Regions from separate parts of the Ovis canadensis genome. Here region 1 is linked to region 2. A link is a contact called in public Hi-C data. All regions are on one chromosome and are shown on one strand. Each heading gives the region's core, a stretch centred on a gene start, on an enhancer-like site or on the middle of the called end of the contact. The rest is flanking DNA. Distances are from core to core; before and after follow the strand shown.

The links. A called contact is a pair of places that touch in the nucleus more often than the background predicts.
Region 1: a Hi-C map of fibroblasts shows a contact between it and region 2, with 5 times the contacts expected there. The contact joins the promoter of LAT2 here to the enhancer-like site in region 2. A contact is called at or near these places in 2 of 2 Hi-C or Micro-C datasets (fibroblasts and lung).

Annotation. Positions count from the first base shown.
Region 1 is chr24:48,361,982-48,368,423 of ARS-UI_OviCan_v2, reverse strand. LAT2 (linker for activation of T cells family member 2) reads left to right here and starts at 2,634. Exons shown (of 13, transcript XM_069569849.1): 1 at 2,634-3,763.
Region 2 is chr24:48,237,727-48,243,935 of ARS-UI_OviCan_v2, reverse strand. It overlaps CLIP2 (CAP-Gly domain containing linker protein 2), which reads left to right. Exons shown (of 16, transcript XM_069571459.1): 11 at 194-277; 12 at 1,394-1,550; 13 at 3,051-3,210; 14 at 4,954-5,145; 15 at 5,660-5,722. Among named protein-coding and RNA genes, the nearest start is that of GTF2IRD1, 42 kb to the right of the region's middle. Within about 2 kb of position 1,540, the one cell type or tissue checked has open chromatin away from gene starts, as enhancers often do. A contact at or near this core is called in fibroblasts, where this site is marked.

The DNA of each region.
Region 1 (6,442 bases), core at 1,385-3,884, 120 kb before region 2:
GAGCAACTGAACTGAACTGAATAGGCTTAAAAACACAACTAGTATCTAAGAGTTTTCCTTTTGCAGTTTTTTGTCATGAGAATGAGTCAGAATAGTGAAAGACTGTTTATTTAATTATAACCTACAACTAATCTCTTCCCACATCTGTAACCACACTCTAACTGTAAAATATTAAATATACAAACAAAAGCATGCTCCTTTGCTGTGGTGGGCTCTTTGGTTTTCAGTTCAGGAACTTAGAGAAAATGTTTCCTATACCTGTTCACCGTGGGACAGAGGGCAATAAAATCATTACTGGCCTGGAAACTTATCTTTTCTAAGCGGGATAGGGAGGCAGGGAGATCAGAGATGCTTTCCAGGTCACCAAAGGGCTCTGTAAGTAGCACCAGGATTCCTCGGAATTACTCTTGAAATACAGAATATGCTCACCAGATTTTTTTAAGTAATGTTTCAAAATATAAATGAAGATGTTACAAACTAAAAACACATGAAGTATATGAAGATTTCCTGCAAATTGGTAAGAGAAAAAGAACTCAGTGGAAAACTAAGCAACAATGAACAGGCATTTCACAGAAGAGGAAATAAAGTGCTCAACCTCAGTAGTCAAGGACCTGCATCAGGACTACAAAGAAAATACTATTTTACACCCATCCAAACAGCAAAGATCAAGAAGCCTGACAAACCAGTTGCTGCTAAGTTTGTGGGTCTTCACATGTTACAAATGAGAGTCACTGAGTACAGCCACTGTGGGAATTAATTTGAAATGAGCATTAGCCTGAAAATTGAATGGTCCCACCCTCTAGCCCAGCGGTTCCTCTCCCAGAGATGCACCCAAGAGAAATAGCCCCACAGCTTGTGTTAATTTTATACACACACACACACACACAAACCACTTTACAAATCCCTATATCCAGAATAGAAAACAGTTTTTTAACTATGTATAGCACAGGGAACTATATTGAGTATCCTATGATGAACCATAATGGAAAAGGATTTTTTTTTTCTTTTTTAGAAATGTGTATGTATAACTGAATCACTGCTGTATAGCAGAAAGTTATACAACACTGTAAGTCAACTATACTTCAATTTTTTAAAAGTACTTTGAAGGCTAAAAAAATACACATAGATGACAAAAACATCACTTAGTTATGAGGGAGGCAGAAGAATGAAGGAATATTCTTGGTTCTGCTGGGTAGTGAGCTTAGGACCAAAGAGAAATGTCATAAATGGCTGGGCGTGACGGGGGGCAAGAGTGATTCTTGTTTGCATCGTAAAGGTTGAGAGTGGCAGCAGCTTTATAGACAGACTCCAGGGGCTTCGAGAATGTTGTATATGCTTCTCAATGTGCATATATCTGAAGAAAATCCATCACTTCCCATCAGCCTTGAAAGGATGCCCCAGAAGATTCTCAGGGTTAGAACTTAAGATCTTAGAACTGCTGTGTTACTACTTAGCTTGCTTCTGTAACAATTGTGCACACAACTGACACTCAGCTGTGAGCTGAAAAGCCAGACAGTCCTGTTTGGAGTGATGAAGACAAGACGGTGGTGATGGCTGTACGGAGCTGTGAATAATTAATGCCTCTGAGGTGCCCACTTAGAAGTGGGAAAAAATGGTAAATTTTATGTTAAATGTATTTTGTCACAAAAAAAAATACCAGAAAAAAAAAAAAATACCAGAAACCACTGAATTGAAAAAAGAGTTGGGGGCACTAGTATCTATATAACTGGACACAAAATGGCTATTGTGGAGAGGGGTTGAAATGTCTAGTTGTTTAAAGCTTATCTTCTAACTAACATCTGAATGATCTATAAATAGAACTTGGAGGAATTAGAATTGCCTACAAGGGGGCAGTGGAGCCTTCTGGATTCAGGAGTGGATTCAGATTGAGTGGCTCCTCCTCCCACTCAATTTCAAAAAGCGTCTGGGTTGAGAGACCCTTGTTTTTTATAGATGGAAAATGGGCTCAGAGAGGATCCTGGGTGCCACTGTGGACGGACCCTGAGACTTTGCTGGCAGTCAGCAGTCGACTCCGCATCCTCCATAAATAAGAAGGCCCTTGACAGAAGCCAGAATGTGAAGCAGAGCTCCATTCCCACTAGACACGTTGGACCTCCTGTCCATCTCTGCAGATAGAGAAACCTGGGCAAGCACACAGCCCAAGGTTGGATGGAAACCAACACAGACTTGTCCCAGTGGGTGAGGAGGGGCCAGGCAGGCGGTCCCAGCGAGCCCCTGAACCCACGAGTGGTGAAAAGACAACAGGCTTTGGGGTCTGGGTTGAAATCCAGCTTAGCCTCTCAGCCTTCAGCCAGCTTGCCTAAGAAAACGAAGGTCTTCTTGCAAGAGTTGCCAAGGGACTTACACATAGTGCTGCCCCCACATGGAATGAGGGAGGCACCCGCGGTTCTCAGGTGCAGGTTTGGAACTCTGGTGAGGTTGGCTTTAGCCCTGCTGACCCCACTTGCAGGGGTGAGGACAACCAGCACTCGGGGCCCACGAGGTAGCCCAGGTCCCCACGCCACCCTTCTCCCCCACAGGGTGGCAGCAGTGAGCACCCAGCCCTGGCGGTTTTGGTCTGCTTCCCACTGGGCCTCGTTCCTAGCCTCACCTGGCAGGGCTGGACTGGGACCAGAAGAGAAACCCCGTCCCAGCAGAGAGGGGCCCAGAGCTGGGGAGCTCAGGCTCTGAGATGCCAGACAGATGGGGGGTTGAGGTGCGACCCCTGAGGGCTTCCCTGGGGCCCCTAGCCAGTGGGGTAAGAGTCCAGTGGCCTTGGGCACGTTGTTCGGTGACCACTAACAGGAGGTGCTGGGGGACCCGGCCACCTGTCCAGCACCTCCTCACCTCTACGGCCGGATGCTGGGGCAGCAAGTGGAGAGAGTGGCCGGCTCTGCACCTCTATGAGCCTCATCTGGAAAATGGGAGTAAGGGGGCCCCCGGGTCTGGAGGAGCGGCCATGCGTGTCCTTCCTTCTGCCCTTCACCTGGGGCTCCCTTCCTCTGGTGCCGGTGTCTGTCCACTCCGTCCATCTGTCTTTGCCTCTAGCCGTTCGTTACGTCTGCCCTGGCATGTGTCTCTGTGTGTTTGTGTGTCTGTGTTTCTCTTTCTCATTCTTTAGCACGTGTATCTCTTTGTGTGTGTGTGTGTGTCTCTCTCTCTCTGGTTTTCTTTGTGTGTGTGTGTTTTGGTGTGGGCGTGTATTTCTGTGTGTGTGTGTGTGTCTAGTGTGTCCGTGTCTTACTCTCTGGCTGCCTGTGTGTGTCTGTGTTTCTCATTCTTTAGCACGTGTATCTCTTTCTTTGTGTGTGTGTGTGTCTCTCTCTGGTTTTCTTTGTGTGTGTGTGTTTTGGTGTGGGCGTGTATTTCTGTGTGTGTGTGTGTCTAGTGTGTCCGTGTCTTACTCTCTGGCTGCCTGTGTGTGTCTGTGCAAGCACCCCCATTTCATTCTTCATTGCCTTTCTCCTGTCTCTCTGTGTGTCTCTTCCTCCCTGAGACGGGGTTTCACGTGTGTGTATTCAGCGAGCATGTTGCGTGCGTTTGTGTTTCCACGTCTCTCTCTGTCTCTGGGTATCCCCGCCTCCGTCTATTGCAAGCAGGGCCTGTCCGGCAGAGCAGCGGATGTGTGAAGGCTGATTCAGTGGCTGACAGGAAGCCCGCCGCCCTGCCTGCTGCCCGCCAGCGTCTGTGGCGTTGGCATCGGCTCGTGCAGGTGTGCGTGCTCAGGATGAGGTGGCCACGGTGAGGAGGCCCCCCGCTTCAGGTAAGCCTTTCCCAGGGGTACCTGGAGCCTGGGCCTGAGGCCAGGGTCCTGAGGCTGCCCCCCGACACCCCAGGGGGATGGGAGAGGCCCTGTTGTCCTGGCAGGAGCATCTGGTTGCCCGTTGGATGGGCCGGGAAGAAACCAGGACGCCCCACACCTCCTGTCCTGGTGCCCCCCGGCTAGGGGCCCCTTGCCCCAGCCCCTGCAGCACCCCGGGGGCAGTTGTTTCTGGGGCTCCGGCCCCTCTCCTGCCCTCGCCTTCCCCGGCCCAGCCTGCACAGCCCTGGGAAGCACCCAGGGTGGTCCCATCACTTCCAGAGACTGCTGAGGGGCCAGGACAGGGATCCCGGGGGGGGCTCAGGAGCTTTGGTTTCTTCATCTGTAAAATGGGACTGTAACGACCCTGCTGCGGAGCTACGGGATGATGGGAGAGGCGCTCCAGGCGAGGAGGCCGAGGTCCTGCCCCAGGCCCGGAGGAAGAACTGCCCCGGCCGCCCCCACCCAGCCCCCAGCCTGGCCACCAGGTGCCTGCCTGGGGGGCTGTCGAGAAGATACAGGCCCTGGGGTGCTCCCAGGACTCTGCTCTGTCAACGGGAGGCCATGGCCTTCCCCTTCCCCTTCCCCTTCCCCTGCCCAGAACAGGAGCTTCCCTGGGGCCCTGCACCAGGCGCCTGAGCATCAGGCACCTCCATTAGAGACCTCTGGTGAGCCTCATCTGAAGGCCAAGGTTCTTTGGGGAAACAGAGCAAAGCCCAGCCGATAAAGCCTTCCAAGGGCTGGGATGGGAACCTCTTGATTCCATCCCTACCCCGCAGCCTGCCCTTTGGCCCTGGCAGGCCTCAGTTACCCCATCCACAGCAAGAGGAGGGCTGGGGGGCTGGGCAAGAGGGACGCCAAGGGCCTTTGGGGGCGGGAGGCTGGGTGCTGGGGCCGCTCAGCCCAACCCTGAGAGCTCTTCCGCCGTGGGCTTGTTGCAAACCTTGTTCATCTGAAAACTGCCCACTTCCCTTTCTGCTATTTTGGCCTGCAGGCCTGGGGCTGCGGTGGCCTCCTCTCCCCTCCCCACTCCACCCCGGGCGGCCTGGCCCCCGGGGGCCCTCCTGGCGCTGTGGGGGCCCAGCCCCTCTCCTTTCCCCCGCTGCCACCCCACCTGTTCTCAGACCTGGGTGGGAAAACAAGCAGAGAAGACAAGTTGAGTCCGTCTTGGTCTCGGGGAAGAGGCAGTCCTAGTTTCTTCCTCAAATGAATCTTTTTTTTTTTTTTTTCAAATGAATCTTTTAAAAACCATATTATGTGAGTCTTTTTAAAAAATGTAATTTAAAAAAGGATTTACAGGAAGGAGTGTAGGCCTAGAGTCCACCTGCCCTGAGTACAGGTCTTGGCTCTGACTGCTCAGCTGTGTGACCTTGGGCAGAGTACTCACCTCTCTGGGCCGCCCTCTCCTCCCTTGGAGAAGAAAGGAGCCGGCCTCTCCGAGGGGATGCCGTGTGGCTCTGTGACAACTGCGGGGCCGGGTGCAACAGCCACGCTCGCCTTCAGATCCCAGGGTCTCCCAGGGTCCCAGCACGACGCCCCTCCTGGGGCAGGCTCAGGCCTGTGTGTCTGGGGGAGCAGGCAGGGAGGGCTTCAGGCAGGGTTGCCCCATGCTGTCCAGTGCAGGCCAGCCAGCCAGGATGCAGCTAACCCCTTCCCATCCTGCGGGGACCGTGATGATGACAAGTCACGGTGGGCACAGCCAACTGTGCCCCACACCAGCCATCAGCAGCGCCTCCAGGTGTCATCTCAGCACTGGGCCTCCTATGACGAACCCGAGGGTTGTGTCATTTTTTCCCTCCATTAACAGGGTGACCGGTGGCATTGGAACTCAGCTGCTGGGGCAGAATTTGTGTTCTCATGCCCTGCCCCCTTCCCTCACACAGTGCCAGGTTGGGGGAAGATGGACCAGGGCTAGGAGCATGCCTGACTGTGGCTCATCCCAGAACAGCAGAGCCAGGAAGCAAGAGGGCTCTCTGGTGGTTGGGGGTCCTCGGGGAGGGAGGGCAGCAGAGCTCAGCAGCCCAGATCCTCGGGCCTTGAATGCCAAGCTGAGTATGTGGACTTGCCCCTGGGGTCTCAAGCAGACCCCAAGGGTGGCCAGTGCTGGACCCTTGTCCCACGGGAGTAACCCCCCGTGGGTCTACCCCCAAACCTCCTTGGGGGCAGAAAGAGCCTTCATCTCGACCCAAAGATAAACGTGTCAAGGGTGGGCACTCGAGGGAACTGTCCAAACCAGCTGGCCGGAAGTGTGACACTCAGCAAGTTTCTCTTCCTGAAACCCTGACTGTGGTCCAGGCTGGATGTGTGTGTACTCTCCACAACTGTTGGAGGAAGGCCCTGGTCGATCCCAGTTTTACAGATGAGCAAAGTGAGGCCAAGAGACCCTGAGATACAGGTAGGGGTCCCCCTGTTCAAGACCAGGGGCTCCCAACCTCACCAGCCCTGGATGGACTTGGGCCTTGGCTGGAGGCCCAAGAGGGAGGCGGCCCTGGACCAGAGGGAGGTCTGGGGAGGGCGGAGGGTATGTGGCCTGGGAAGACGGTGCCCCAGCTCCTAGAGGACGGGGAGCTGAGGTCCCCTGGAACAATATCCCGGGGGTGACCGGTCCATCCTCTCTCCTTATATGGAGGCCACTGGGTCCCA
Region 2 (6,209 bases), core at 291-2,790:
CAAAGAGTCAGACACGACTGAGCGACTTTCACTTCACCCAGAAGGTCGACTGTCTTGAGAAAGAACTTAGACTCTGGAGGCCAAATGTGATGTCATTTTAGGGTTTGGATGGGAGGGCTAACCCCCCTCATCCACCAGATTGCAGTGTTGGCTCTGGGGTACTGATGGCCCCTCATCTCTCCCTTCTCCCCAGGCCTGCAGGACAAGCTGAACAAGAGGGACAAAGAGGTGACAGCCTTAACATCTCAGACCGAGATGCTCAGGGCCCAAGTAAGTGGTAAGTCTCCCTCCTTCCGGGCAGATGCGGGGGCTTTCACTGGGCCACGTGCCAGTCCAGCGGGGGAGGGGGAGAGGACGCTGGTCAGGGTGCCCTTCCCCACTCTGCCTCAAGAAGTCAGCCTGGCCCAGGTGGCCTGCACTGGACTTCCACCTGGGCAGCAGTGAGGGGGGAGTGGTTGCCCACCCTTCATCCGTAATAAAAGTGGGGGCCCCAGGGATTTCCCTGGTGGTTCGGTGGTTAGGACTCTGCGCTTCCAATGCAGGCATCAGTAGTTTGATCCATGGTGGGGGAACTAAGATCCCATAGGCCGAATGGCACAGACACAAAAAAACAAATGGGGGACCCCAGCCACCTTCTCTCCCCAGAGCCAGGCCTCTGTTCCCTGTGTTCTGCAATTGCATCATAACATCTCTCTTTCTGGGCTTGAAGACCCCTGGGTTTCAATCTCTCTGCCTTTTGGTATAGTATTTGGGCACCAGCCCCTGGAAGAAATACCAGGATTTCAGAATTGGAAGGGGGAGGACTTTGGCTGTAGCAAAAGCCAAGGCCCAAGGGAAATGGGGATGAAGCCAGAGGGTAGCCTGGTGGGGTGGGGGGAGTGGTAGGGGACCAGGAATCTGGGACTTGGTGACAAACTGGCCGTGCTTCTTGTCCATCAGAATGCCAGTGGTGGTGCCCGTGAGCCGGCCCCCATCCTGGGAAACGGTTCTCACCCCCCCCTTCTCTCCACTCCCCATCACATTCACATGGCTTAATGGGTCCCGCAAAGGTCAGTTGACCTCAGGGTCCTCCAGGGCCAAGGTGAAGTAGATTTCCCTTGTCCAGGTAACAGTGTAAACGCCCCTGTCTCTCGATGGCTGGACTGCTTTCCTGACACCAGAGGGGCCCGGCTGCTGTGTGGGGGCCGTGGCTGCTTTTCCTAAGTAGCTCTTCTCGGCCCCTCGCTGCCTGGCCCTGCAGGATGAGGGAGGTCCGTTCAGTGGAGTGTGTCCCTGTTAACACCCGCCTCTCCCTGGGAAAGCCTGCTGCCTGCCCGGGCCTTGGCCCTTGGGTGGAACAGGTTCCTGTGGCGATCCCAACCCTCTCCCTTCTTGCCCTGCTGGCTGGCCTCAGCACTGGAGAGCAAGTGCAGGTCGGGCGAGAAGAAGGTGGACACCCTCCAGAAAGAGAAGCGGCGCTTGGAGGCGGAGCTGGAGGCCGTGTCCCGGAAGACCCATGATGCCTCGGGCCAGCTGGTCCTCATCAGCCAGGAGCTGCTCCGGAAGGAGCGGTGAGTCAGCCGTGGGCGGTGACTAGACCAGCCTGACCCTCACTCCACCCAGTTAGTAGTACCCAGTCTTTTTTGGAGGCGTAGACAGGTGACTGGCATCACCAGAGATCACCATACTGTCTGCTGCTAAGCTCCAGCGAAGCCTCAGAATCCTTCTTAACACAGTTCTCCAAGCAGAGCTCATAGGAAAGATTAGTGATTCCCAAATATCTTAGTCTTGGGGACCCCTAGAAACTCTTAAAAATTATTGAGGATTCCCACTTCCTCTTCCCTGAAGCCCTCCTTGGTTGATGTAGGCTACCATGAGCCACTCCTTGCTTCTTTGGTACTTAGGATGGAAGTGGGAGATAGCTAGAAATGTACTGGCAGATTAAACGAGTAGAGATTTATTTTCCTCACGTAACAAGAAATCTGGAGGTAGCTACAGCTGGCATTTGGTTCAGTGGCTCAAGGTAGCAATGCCAACACCTTTGCTCTCTTGGGTTCTGTTAGAGTCTTCCTCATGGTTGCAAGGGTGGCTGCTGAAGCTCCAGCCATCACGTGCCGTCATTCAGAGCAGGAAGAAAGGGGAAGGATCAGTGCCAGCAAACTTTTACTTGATTCTTTTAACTACCCATGGCCACCTAGAGAGGGAGTTCCCCCCTCCTCTAAAGTAGATTCTGGCAAGGGGAAGAACTTAAAAGGGGTTTGTCCTTTTCTCCCAGCCTCTGCCCATGGGAGACATTGCTAACTGATCACTGCACTCTTTTTCTGCAAAGTCCAGATATGACCTCAGAATCAGTCTTACCACAGTATTCCAGGCAGCTACTGCCAGTTAATCAAGAGTTGATGTAGGAAATAAAACTTATTTGATATCAGGTATTTAAAATGTCTTGCCCCATGAGCTGTCTTGGAAAAACGCTTTAATTTTTATTTAAGTTAATTTATTATTATCTTAAAAATGTATTTTATTGGGATTTACCTGGTGGTCTAGTGGTTAAGAATCTGCCTTGCAGTGCAGGGGACACAGGTTTAATCCCTAGTCGGGGAACTAAGATCCCATAAACCACACAGCAGCTAAGCCTGTGTACTGCAACCACTAAGCCTGTGGGCCACAGCTAAGACCTGATGCAGCCAAATAAAAATTAAATATTTTTTAAAATAAGTAAATAAAAAGTATGTTGTGGAAGTTATATTTATTTATAACATTATATAAGTTTTGTGTATACAACATTATATTTCTACTTCTGCACTATTTTTAATTAAACAAATATATTCTCTTTAAAAAAATAAAAACCAAAAAAATTCTAAGGCTGAGTCTTCTTGACTGTCGGGTTCCAGCTGTGGTCCGATGGTTTCAAGCCTCGTGCTTCCTCTGTGGACCCTCCTGGCACAGATGCCGTGTCTTGGTAGCCAGTAGCCCCCTCGGGATGGCCAGTCTCAGGCACTTGGCTAACTGTGGAGCGTGAGAGCTGAGGGACCCAGACTGACTGCTGTTCTGTACACCCCCGCCCCCTACAGGAGTCTGAACGAACTGCGGGTATTGCTGCTGGAGGCCAATCGCCACTCCCCGGGGCCTGAGAGGGACCTGAGCCGGGAGGTCCACAAGGCTGAGTGGCGGATCAAGGAGCAGAAACTCAAGGATGACATCCGAGGCCTGCGGGAAAAGCTGACCGGGCTGGTGCGTGGGGAAGGGGGCGGCCTGGGGATAGGGGACACCAGGGAGGGGCTGGGGCAACCTGCTGTTCAGGCCTTGGAGACTGGTGACCTCCTGGAGCCACCCCAGGGACTGCCAAGTCACAGTGAGGGTTCAAAATCCCCTAGAACCACTGGAATGGTCAGCAGTGTGGCTGGTGGAAGGGCCACGGGAGGCCCCTTTTGGAGACATCATGGCTGGTTGTGTGGCTGTCTGGGTGATGCGATGCAAAAGAAGATTCCCTAAGAATCTGACCAGTCCAGAGGTGGGGTGGCCTACCGCCAGGTGGTGAGCTCCCCATCCAGGGAAGTAATCAACAAGAAGCCAGCTCCTCGTTCAGGGTCCTGTAGTGGCGATTCATGCATCCATCTCAGGGACGAGAGGGGAACAGAGGCCTGACTGAGCGGAGTCCCCAAAAGTGCAGGTGGGGTAGGCTCATAGCGCAGGACAGAATCATCCCACTCCATCACCCACTGGTCAGCATTCAAGACTAGCCTGTGGCTGGTTCCTAGGCCTGGTCAACTCCAGGATGTGGACAGGTTAGGTCCAGGAGGACAGGCTTGCTGTCAGGGGAAGCTGCTCCAAAGCCCCTCACTGCCCACCCGCTCAGCCACAGTGGAGGAGACGGGAGAAGAGGGGCCTCACAGGCAGGAGGAGAGCCCAGGACCCACCTGCTGCCACGGGAGCAGCCTTAGACCTGCAGGGTTAAGGGAGGGGGATGTCCATTATTCTGTCTGCACCGAGATTGTGGGCATGGGGACCACTGGGCCCAGCTGCCCTGCAGCCTTTCAGTCCTGGCAAGTCTGCCCAGCAGAGAGTGGTTACAGACCCCTCTGTGGTCCTCATGGTGCTGTGAGCCTGGGTGTAACTTGGAAGCCAAGACCCCGGGGCTGGTGGGGCCTTGGGAGTTCTGATTCCAAGACTTTCCCAGAGCTGCATGGAGGGGGCGGAGCCACGCCTTCTCCATGAACCACAAGCTGGTCAAGTTTACACATGACCAGCCTCTCCCCTGTCCCCCCTATACCGTCCCCAGCACCACAGCGAACTAGGGATGGGCTTGGTGGTTAGAAACCTCCTGAAGTGAGGGAGGTTCGGATGGAGCAGGAGGCTTGGGTAGAGGATCGGAGCAGAGCTGAAGGACCTAGAAGCACCCGCCCAAGGAGGGCAGTGCAGGGAGGGTTTGTGGTCTGCCCATCTCCGGTACCATGGTGGGCGGGGTCAGCTGCAGAGCCTTTGGAAGGGAAGGGAAGGAATGTCCTATTGAGGAGGGCGGTGGGGGGTTCTGAGGAGGGGTTCAGGGGCTGAGGCTGTGGGTGGTCTAGGGCTGAAGAGGAAGGACCCATGTAAGACAGTGTGGAGGGAGTTGGGGGGATACCGGAAGAAAAGAGGAGAGGGAGGGGTCCTAGGTTTGAAGACTTGGAAAACATGGAGCATTTGATAGAACCTGGGAATCCAGGGCAGGGAACAGGAAAGATGCTTCTGTAGGGACCTTCAGGTGAGGAAAGGAGGCTTGAGGGGCATCCTGGTGATGCCCAGGCCTGACCCAGAGATGATGTGGGACAGATGAGTTTCCTGCCAGAGAAGAGGTCACCCTCCTGCAGCACGTACACGCACACACACACTTATGCATGCACGCACAGACACACACACTCTTCCTGTCTACACACGCACGCACGCACGCACACACACACACACACACACGCTCGTCCTCTCTCCTGCTGCTTCCAGGACAAAGAGAAGTCCCTATCGGATCAGAGACGATACTCCCTCATCGACCCGTCCTCATCCTCGGCACCGGAGCTCCTGCGGCTGCAGCACCAGCTGATAAGCACGGAGGACGTGCTGAGGGACGCGCTGGACCAGGCTCAGCAGGTGGAGAGGCTCGTGGAGGCCATGAGGAGCTGCCCGGACAAGTCCCAGGTGAGCTGGGCCCCCCCCAGGTCTGGGGGGAGAGCCTCAGCCTTGCCCCCTGGAAGTCCCAGCCCGAGGGGTCCATGGCTTTATCCCGAGGAGCTCAGACAAAGGGCGGAGATGCAGCCTTGCCCCGAGAGCTTAGATTTCCCCATTTTGATGGGGTCTGCTCAGAGTGCCGGGCTTCCCAGGTGGGGCTGGTGGTAAAGAACCCAGCTGCAATGCAGGAGACCCAGAGACACAGGTCCGATGCCTGGGTAGGGAATAGCCCCTAGAGGAGGGCATGGCAACCCACTTCAGTATTCTTGCCTGGGAAATCCCATGGACAGAAGAGCCTGGCGGGCTATGGTCCATGGGATCACACAGAGTCAGACACAACTAAAGTGACTTAGCCCTCACAAACGCACACTCAGAATTCAGAGCCTGCGATGGTCCCGTCGGGAAGACCGCACCATCTAGTGGACGAACTGGGAAATGCTGGCTGGGGCACCTCGCTCAGCCTCCTGCCCTTGACTCTTAACAGGCCATTGGCAATTCCGGTTCTGCAAACGGCATCCACCAGCAAGACAAGGCCCACAAACAAGAGGTAAGGGCACCCTGTCCCTGGGGGGATTTGCTCTGTCACTCCCACGGCCCTCGCGTACAGGCTGACTTCTCTGGAGAGGAAACTTTGAATAGGCAGCAAAACTACAAAGACACATTTTGCAAGAGCCTTTGGGCTACTCATGGCAGGGAGCCGGGGAGGGGGGAGGCGCGGCGGGGGGGCGGGGGGTGTCACAGAGCCAAACTTGGTTCAGTTCCCATCCTGCTTTTTTAACCTTGTTCCCCTTTCCAAAAACCTTTTATTATAAAATAATATGGGGAAACTTTGGGGAAAAAAATCAAAACTACATAAGGAAGAAAACACTGGACATCCCCCTGGTGGTCCAGTGGTTAGGGCTGCACGTCCACTCCAAGGGGTACAGGTTTGATCTCTTGTCAGGGAACTAAAATCCCACAAGCTGTGCAGCGTGGCCAGAAAAAAACCCTCACCAGTAGCTCTTCTACCCAGAGATGAGCGAAGCTGACATTAC